Regions from separate parts of the Mus musculus genome. Here all the other regions are linked to region 3. A link is a contact called in public promoter capture Hi-C data. All regions are on one chromosome and are shown on one strand. Each heading gives the region's core, a stretch centred on a gene start, on an enhancer-like site or on the middle of the called end of the contact. The rest is flanking DNA. Distances are from core to core; before and after follow the strand shown. Region 1 holds the start of Lpar4 (lysophosphatidic acid receptor 4). Region 2 has its middle 16 kb from the start of Magee1. Region 3 holds the start of Cox7b (cytochrome c oxidase subunit 7B).

The links. Promoter capture Hi-C pulls out the DNA fragments that hold promoters and counts their contacts.
Region 1: a promoter capture Hi-C map of 3T3-L1-derived adipocytes shows a contact between it and region 3, with 2.6 times the contacts expected there. The contact joins the promoter of Lpar4 here to the promoter of Cox7b in region 3. A contact is called at or near these places in 2 of 39 promoter capture datasets (3T3-L1-derived adipocytes and cranial neural crest).
Region 2: a promoter capture Hi-C map of cranial neural crest shows a contact between it and region 3. The contact joins the enhancer-like site here to the promoter of Cox7b in region 3. A contact is called at or near these places in 12 of 39 promoter capture datasets (3T3-L1-derived adipocytes, the C10 cell line, the HPC-7 cell line and 8 more), 3 of 484 Hi-C or Micro-C datasets (Th1 cells, embryonic stem cells and uterus), 5 of 115 datasets of contacts at active chromatin or transcription factors (differentiating embryonic stem cells, embryonic stem cells and pro-B cells) and 2 of 9 other capture datasets (adipose tissue and macrophages).

The regions. Positions count from the first base shown.
Region 1 is chrX:106,919,253-106,921,952 of GRCm38.p6, reverse strand. Lpar4 (lysophosphatidic acid receptor 4) reads right to left here and starts at 1,328. Exons shown (of 3, transcript NM_175271.4): 1 at 964-1,328.
Region 2 is chrX:105,103,431-105,106,130 of GRCm38.p6, reverse strand. It overlaps a transcript of Pbdc1 not described here. Among named protein-coding and RNA genes, the nearest start is that of Magee1, 16 kb to the left of the region's middle. Within about 2 kb of position 1,445, at least 1 of the 459 cell types and tissues checked has an H3K27ac peak or open chromatin away from gene starts, as enhancers often do.
Region 3 is chrX:106,014,408-106,017,107 of GRCm38.p6, reverse strand. It overlaps Cox7b (cytochrome c oxidase subunit 7B), which reads right to left and starts at 1,408. Exons shown (of 3, transcript NM_025379.2): 1 at 1,238-1,408. The coding sequence starts at 1,277.

The DNA.
Region 1 (2,700 bases), core at 79-2,578, 900 kb before region 3:
ACAAGGCAAAAGGATTTATAATCTATTTTTGTTGGGGCAAGCTGTTGGGAGTTTGCTCTGAAAAAATAAACATGTGAAAAAGCCACTGGATAACTTTGATTATAAGTTACTATTGAAGCTTTTATGCTAGTCAAGGAAAAGAAAGATGCATTATTTGGTAAAGCAGCAAAGTGAATAACATTATCAAGCTTTTTGACATACTCAAATTTTTTCAATTTCTCTGGTCTTCTCCCCCCACAAAAATCATGATAAATTACAATGCTGTATTTGCTTCCCAAACAGAAATTACCTAGCATACAATACTAATTAATTCAACAAGTCTTTTTCACTAAAAATATTTAAAATATTTATAATATGCAAGAGAATTTTAGACATGTCACATTGTGTTGCATTTACATGGCAAATAGCAAGTAATTTCACAAGTAATAGAAAATTCTATTTATGCTAGAATTCAGTTTTCATTCAAACATGATTCCTCCTTTATGGGCAGTTCATGAATTATTCAATATAGCAAATGTCACATTCTCCATAAATCAATTAAGCATCAAAGGCATGTAGTGTATAGTTTTACTAGAAGAAACCTCATCATAATAAAAGCCACGTTAGCTCACAATCTTTTGTAAACCAAAGAAATATAATGCTAGCCAAAAGACTTTCTAACTTATTCTACCCTGTGATTTTGAATCAGCTCTTTAGGACTGTGTTTACATGAAACAACAGCCTGAAAATCCTGTCTCTCTCCCACTGAAACAGTATTTACTGCCAAAACAATAGAAATTCTTGTGTTTTTTTTTTTTTTTTTTTTTTTTTTACCATTCAACACGATGATCCTTGTTCAGTACTTCAGAGCTGAAGTCTAACTTCTTTCCCCAAACACTCAAAGCATCAGCGTTTCGATTGAAGTTTCTTACACCATCCCCCACCCCCAAACGCCAAAATCAAATCTTTCTCAAAGAGACTTACCCCAAGAAAGAGTGTGCTAGATGAGAGAATGTGCTCATGCCTGTAGATAGTTAGCTAATAAACGTGTAAACTGGCAACTCGCACTTCGGAAGCGCATATTTTTATCCATAAAAAACAAAAACAAAACAAAACAAAAAACAAAAAACAGGGAAAGGTTAGCCCAGCCCAAAAAGAGCAGACTCTGGGCTGCCGCAGCTCCTTACTGCAAACCGCTCATTCTGAAAATGTGAGCTTATTTACATTTATCGCTTTCCCTTTGTTAAGGACTAGCCCTCTTTAATGCTGGAGCCCGCATGCCTTTAACAAACAGGACACAAGAAAAGGCCCAAAGTCTTGCTGGAGCCGAGGGCCGCCGGGGGAACTCTTGGGGGTCTCAATAGGAAATGCTTTTCATTGGATAAGGAGGCATTATTAGGAGCCGTGATCCCGCCCAATCCCCTGTGCTTCATAGTTCCCTTAGTCACCACCAATCGCTGGACTGAAGAAGTTTTTCCTTAAAGAGCATTGCCCAGGAAAAGCAGTTTCACAGTCAAGAATTAGTGGCTTAAGTGCCACTTGACAATATAAAAAGTGTCTTTCCTGACCAATTAATTCACAGAGAAAGCTTGTCTGCCTGTCTTTGCAGCAGGACCGCTACCCTCTTACAATTCTAATGAGAAGGAGGAGGAGACAAAACTCCAAACTGGGAGGAGCAGCCCTGTTTGCTCCTAAGTTTTTTTTTTTAAAACAATCACAAAAACTATTAGTAAGAATTAAGGAGAGGGCAGGGGGAAAGGCAAAAAAAAAAAAAAAAAAAAAAAAAACAACTGGAAATGCATGGTTATCACAGTTTGCATAATTGAATTTCTGTCACTCTCCAAAACAAAATTCAATTCAATACCATAGTCACTTACTTAAGCCAGAAAAAAAAAAATGCCTTCAGACTGTCCTAGTGAAGTTGCCCAGAGCTATAACACTCGCCTTACATGATCCACGCAAAGCTCAGTAGCAGAAGGAAAGCCATTTCTCTTAAATAACTGCATGGCAGGAAGTGTAATTGCCATGAAATTTTCGGAGGTTTACTAAAAGTAAATAGTTCAGATGCAATTTGTTCATAGAGAGCTGTTACCTTCTACTCTACCCCACGTTTGCCCTAGACAAGCTCTGAACCTTATAGGTAGACTGGACTGCCTTGGTCAACCACACTGCTTCCCCCTTGGCCTCCAGTTTTCTTTCTTCTCCTCCCTCTCCCTGGTCTGAGTTTGTTGTGGAAACTTCCCTTTTGTAACAGCCATTGCTAGCCTTTCCCTACTACCAGAAACTCCTCCCCTTGCCCATCCCTTTCTCCTCTACCTCCAAACACTGCCAATACCACCACCAACAGCAACGTCCTGCCCCTTCTTAGGAATGAAACCCCTTGGCAGGGATTCGTTGCTTCCCTTTTTCTGGGCAGAACCATGGCCCCCAGATGAATGGGAGAACCTCCATCTGCTGCTTCATAACTTCAATCTACATAGTTAAGCTACATCCCAAATAAAATGTGTACCATGCTTATCTTCACGTTCCCTTCAGACCTGTTTTGGAGCTTCCCTTACTAACCATCTGTAACAGGTCATTGTGAAGTTGACACTAGCCTTACTGACTCTGGAAAAAAATCTCTTTTCTACAGCTTCCTCTTCCACATCCCTGTTTTCTGTTTCTTGCTGGCTGCCTCAGGTTAACTTATTTCTATATCTTCACTGGTTGTCTTCCTTCTCA
Region 2 (2,700 bases), core at 196-2,695, 910 kb after region 3:
ATCAGAACTAACAGGCCACATTTGACTCTGAGTTCACTTCTCATGAGTTTTTATTAAATCCAGAGCAGGCACAAATCAATACTAGTATAGAAGACCCTTGTGAAAAGAAACCAGATGGGCTGAATTCAGCCTCCTTTGGACTTTCCACATGACCATGCTACACAGCACATTCCAACCTAGCCGACTGAGGAAACTCTGACTTTAGCTAGCAATTTATACTGGCCATTTGAACAGTCTGCTATGAGGCCTTATATGAGGTAGCAGGCCTCCAGACTTTTACATCACATCAGCTGAACCCACAGAAGTAGAAAGTGGAAGGGTGGTTAGCAGGGGTCAGGCAGTAAGGGGGCCTGGAGAAAGGATGGACAATGATGACACACAATTGCAAATACATAAAAGGATAAGTTTAAGGGATCTATTATACAACATGATGAGCATTGTTAATAACAATATACTGCAATCTTGAAAAATTAGGAAAGCCAAATAGAGAGGGAGATATCTCATGTGAATACCAATTACTCCTTTTCAGCTCCAGTTATTGAAACTTGCTCCTAACTAGATGCAGGCCATACAGCTGGGTAGCCTCCTTTTGGCTTGATTCCACATTTTAAGTAGTTATGGAAAAAAATCTGAGCAAGTTCTAGGACTGCAGACAATAACAATCATGCCTGATATTTTTAAAAAAATTTTTTAAATAGCTGGACACACACACACACACAGAGCGCATAAATTATCTTCATCACTATCATGATAATATACTGCTGCCTTTTCCTACAGAGGACAGCAGTTTTCTTCTGCCAACCCCTCCCCTCTGGTTTTCCTCACCAAGCCTAAGATCATACCTTATTTCCACACAGTGTCCTGATAAAACACAGTCTATATAGCAAAACCCAGCACACAACTGGTGGTTTGGCGCACCCGTGCAGATGGATGGTCATCTCTGTGGAGTCCTCAGAGGGCCAGGAATAAAAGTTGTTATCCTTGGTCAACTTGAGGCTTGACAGAAGCAATGAAGGCTCAGTATTCTCTGAAAGAAGGATGAGATTGATGCCATCTGGAACAGCAAACTCAAGTGCAGCCAATCCCAGGTCAACTCTTTACGAAGGTACCCACTCCAGTTAAACTTAGGAGCCTGACCTCGGCTTCATTTTGTGACATTTGGAATGAGGATTTTCTCTCTTTTCATGGAGCCTCAAAGAGTCAGTGCAATTGCAGGGAGGTCCTCTCATCTCAGTCCATTTTGAGGACAGCAGGCAAGCCACTCCAGGCTGAGAGACAAGCATTCTCTTATATTTTTGGTTGTGGGCCTAGCCTTTAACGACTGAGCCATCTCTCCAGCCCAAGGCAGGCATTCTCTATCCTATTCAGGCCCACTGCCTACCTAGTATGAAACCTAGGCAGGCTTACTTACTCCCCTCTTTAGACAGTCACTTCAAACCAATTCCAACTGTACGAGTGTTTGCAAAACACGGTGCTACTACTTGTCAGGTTCATGAGGTACAAGGAGAGACCAGAGTACACACCAGCACAGAACATACATATCTAACTGATGCATACACATCCCAAAAGGTAAGTCCCAATCATTTATAATTTCTGCTAAATATTTTCCCTTTTGACCAGATAAACTCCTTATTGTGACCTAACTTTCTCCTTCTCTCTCCTCCTTTCTTTCCTACTTGCTAGTTTCAGTAATGTAATTATGTTTAAGGGAGAGAAAAGATGACCACAAGGTGGCAGTAGCATACAATAAACTTCATGTTAGCAACATGGACAGGTGTCGTGCTGACAGTGAGAAAGTACTGGGCTAAAGGGGGTGTGGGCTGTCTCAACGTGGAACCTTCCAGGGGCTATAGGTGAAAGATAACAGAAAGGAACCAACCCAAAAGAAAGGGAACAAGGGATCTTCATGGGGAGACGCGAGTCAGAGTAAGATGGAACGTCAGACTTACATGTTCAGAAGCAGGAGGGAATCTCTGGAGGCCAGTAGTAGCTTGGAGTCTTCTAGCCCAGGACTTATCTTATTTTGGGTTAGCAAATGTTCAGTGCAGTTTCACAATGGATATACAATGCCTAGTGCCTGAATAACTAGAAATCTCTGTGTGCTACACCTGTAATAATTGGATATATACATATCTGTGTTTAGAATTATCAGGCTTTTTATGGCACATTTTAATTTCAGCAAATATTAATTTTTAATGGGAAGTATACACCTGGCTTTGTATTGTTCCAAAATTATCACAAAGGCCAGAAGTTTTTTATGTGATTTTGATGCAATTGTAATTAAAGTGAAGAAACCAATACACATATTTTGATAGAAAGTGTGTCACCCAGGTTGCCCTTAAACTCAAGATTCTCTGAATGCTAGAAACTCAGGTGGGCCACTGCACCCAGCAAGTAGTAAATACTCTTCTCTAGTGACTGGGATACTCATCTGCAAAGACACCCATGGGTACAGATTCTCTGTGAAGCATATTGCATCTTCAATGCAGTAAATTTTCAGAGTCTAGGCTGTTCTTTAGCATCTGCTGGTAATTTGGCCCTCTGAGAAAAATTACAATATAGCTACCAAGACTGAAAGTTAATATGCACCAAGTAAAGGTGAAATTCTATTGTATTATTATCTGGCAATTAAAAAAAATCAATATTTGGAAAAAAAAAAAAGAATTATCAGGCTTTTTAAAGCTTACCCCACAACCAAGA
Region 3 (2,700 bases), core at 159-2,658:
AAACATTCCATAATCAATTCTGCTCCAGAACATTTAAAAGGGTGAGTATGAGAAACAGAAACACAACAAAATAAACTAAAAAATCATCTTTTTGCCTGGTCTCCAGAGCAAGTTCCAGGACAGCCAGGCTACACAAAGAAACCCTGTCTCAAAAAAAAAAAAAAAATGATAAAAAAACTTTTCCTACAGTATTTTTAAAAGTCCCTAAGTCACTTAAAGATCAAAGAAATTGAGATTACCAAACAACTGTTGTTTCAACACTCTGATTTACCAAGTGATCTCCCCTCTATACCAAAATAAAATTAAAAACAAACAAACAAACAAAACCACCCAGTTTAGTGACCAGAGATTGGTTAATGGTCTTTGACATAGGTATTACTTACTAACCTCTGTTTTACAAAAACAAGTTTATAACGCTAAATCATTTGTCCAAAGTGAAAGAAATAATAAACACAGCTTGTAGCAGATGAAAGATCAGTTGGGCTTCTTTCTTTTTTTTTTTTTTCAATTATTCCCAAAGTACTTCAGTACTTAGAACACAGCATGTGATCTAAAGGTAAAATAAAACTAAATCCATGGCTAGAAAAGCAAGTAAGTATTGTGTAAGGTCACCTTCATTCACATTACTGAAGGTCACCTTCAGGGTAAAGCAATTACAAAAATGAATTTTTTTCTTTCCAGTCCAGTGTATTTTCCATATATACTGCTAGTCTCAAGTTTCCACGTACTTGCCTAACTTTAAAGCAGGAAAAAAAAATGACCATGATTGTTTTCGCTATAGTTAATATTCCGTTAATAATCTACAGATGACTTCTTCAAAGCTGCCAGGCTTAAGGTTTTCAACCCCTTGCTATGAATCCAGATGCGGTAGATTTAGTTTCCTACCACCGTTATTGTAGGAGATCAGTTCTTCTACGTAAATACACTCCCAGAGCTAAAATTTAGATCATCGCTAAAAGAGCAAGGTGTCCGCCAAAGCGTTCTTCCTGGAAATCATAGGTCTCTGAAGAAAGAGAATGCATAACGAGGTTAGGAACACAAGGACAGGATGATAAAGCCACTGTCACAGCTACCTCTGTTATGGCTAGCTTCCCTTCCCAGTGACTGGAGACCACGCAGGGGACCATGCACCTAGAATTAAAACCCGCAGGATTTGGGGCGGAGGAAGAGGGCAGAAGAGCACGAGGACAGCCGGATCCCGGGTGTTGTAAAGAACTCGCCCACATTATCTGCTCACCTTGGAGACGGCTTAGTGCGTTTTTGGCTAAGGGCAACATCGCGGAGACGAAGATGGAACTGCGGCGACTATGCTGCTGCCTTGGTGCAAATTCACCCCAGCTACCCTTGCAAAGCGTCCTGAAAAACAAAATGGCTTTCAGCAGGGAGCCCAAATGAGAATTGGTGAGATGTCGCGAGATTTAGGGGTTGACCTATAGAAATTGTCATCCTAGTTCCTGCGAGGAAATAGGAAGGTCTTTGGGAAATGTAGTTTCAAGCTTGATGGCTTCCATAAAGTAGTATTTACTAAGCAGGGAGGTTAACTCTTTGGACAAAGGTTTCGGACTCTACAAAGGAGAGCTGAGACACCGACCTTACATAAGGCACCAGCATCAAAATGGTGCTAAAACTCCAGAGGATTGGATCTAGTGTCTCACTTCCAATTACAGTCCCTTCAAATTTTTCACATTCTGTCTCCTATTACCTACATTAATTGGTTTTACCTTTATTGGTTTTTTTTTTTGGAATTTTTGTGGGGGAGTTGAGACACGGCCTCTCTATTTAGTCCTGGCTGACCAGGAACTCTCTATGTAGACCAAGCTGGCCTGGAACTCACAGAAAAAGTCCTGCCTTTGCCTCCCAAGTGCTGGGAGATCAATTGACCTTTTTCCCCTAAGGATTCCAGTTCATGTGCATCTGGCAAGAATACTATATATGTATCTTCTTAAGAAACTCTGTGTAGGGCTGGTGAGATGGCTCAGTGGGTAAGAGCACCCGACTGCTCTTCCAAAGGTCCAGAGTTCAAATCCCAGCAACCACATGGTGGCTCACAACCATCCTTAATGAGATCTGATGCCCTCTTCTGGTGTGTCTGAAGACAGCTACAGTGTACTTACATATAATAAATAATAAATAAAAAAAAAAAAAAAAAAAAAGAAACTCTGTGTAAGCCAGGTCTCCCTATGTAACCCAGACTGGCTAGAACTTACTATGTAGCCCAGACTGGCCTAGAATTTGCAATTCTTTTGCCTTAGCTTCTCTAGTGTCATGATTAGATAAATAATGTACAAATCAAACTCTGCTTTTTAGAGCATCCTATCAAAAGGTATAGGATCTTAGCATGTCCCATTCAGTAATAGTATGAACTTAATCATTTAATCCAAGCACTGCATACCAGATTTCTACACTTTAAAGTCACCGCTTTCCCTTTGTAATTAAAAAAAAAAAGTATCTTGAGTGGAAAGGAGGGATGTGTGCAAAAAAAAAAAAAAAAAGGTAACTCCAATGCATAATGACTATCCTATTCTGCATAAGCTTCTATCCACTATGTTTTGTATCCATTGGTAATTCTTTACCACACTGTGTCTGTATGACCACTGCAGTTCATATGCCTAAAGCAACCTGAGTGAGCATAAAACAGAGATACTCAAACCACCATGCTTATTTGGTATGCTTGTTTATTTTTTAAGATTTATTTATTTA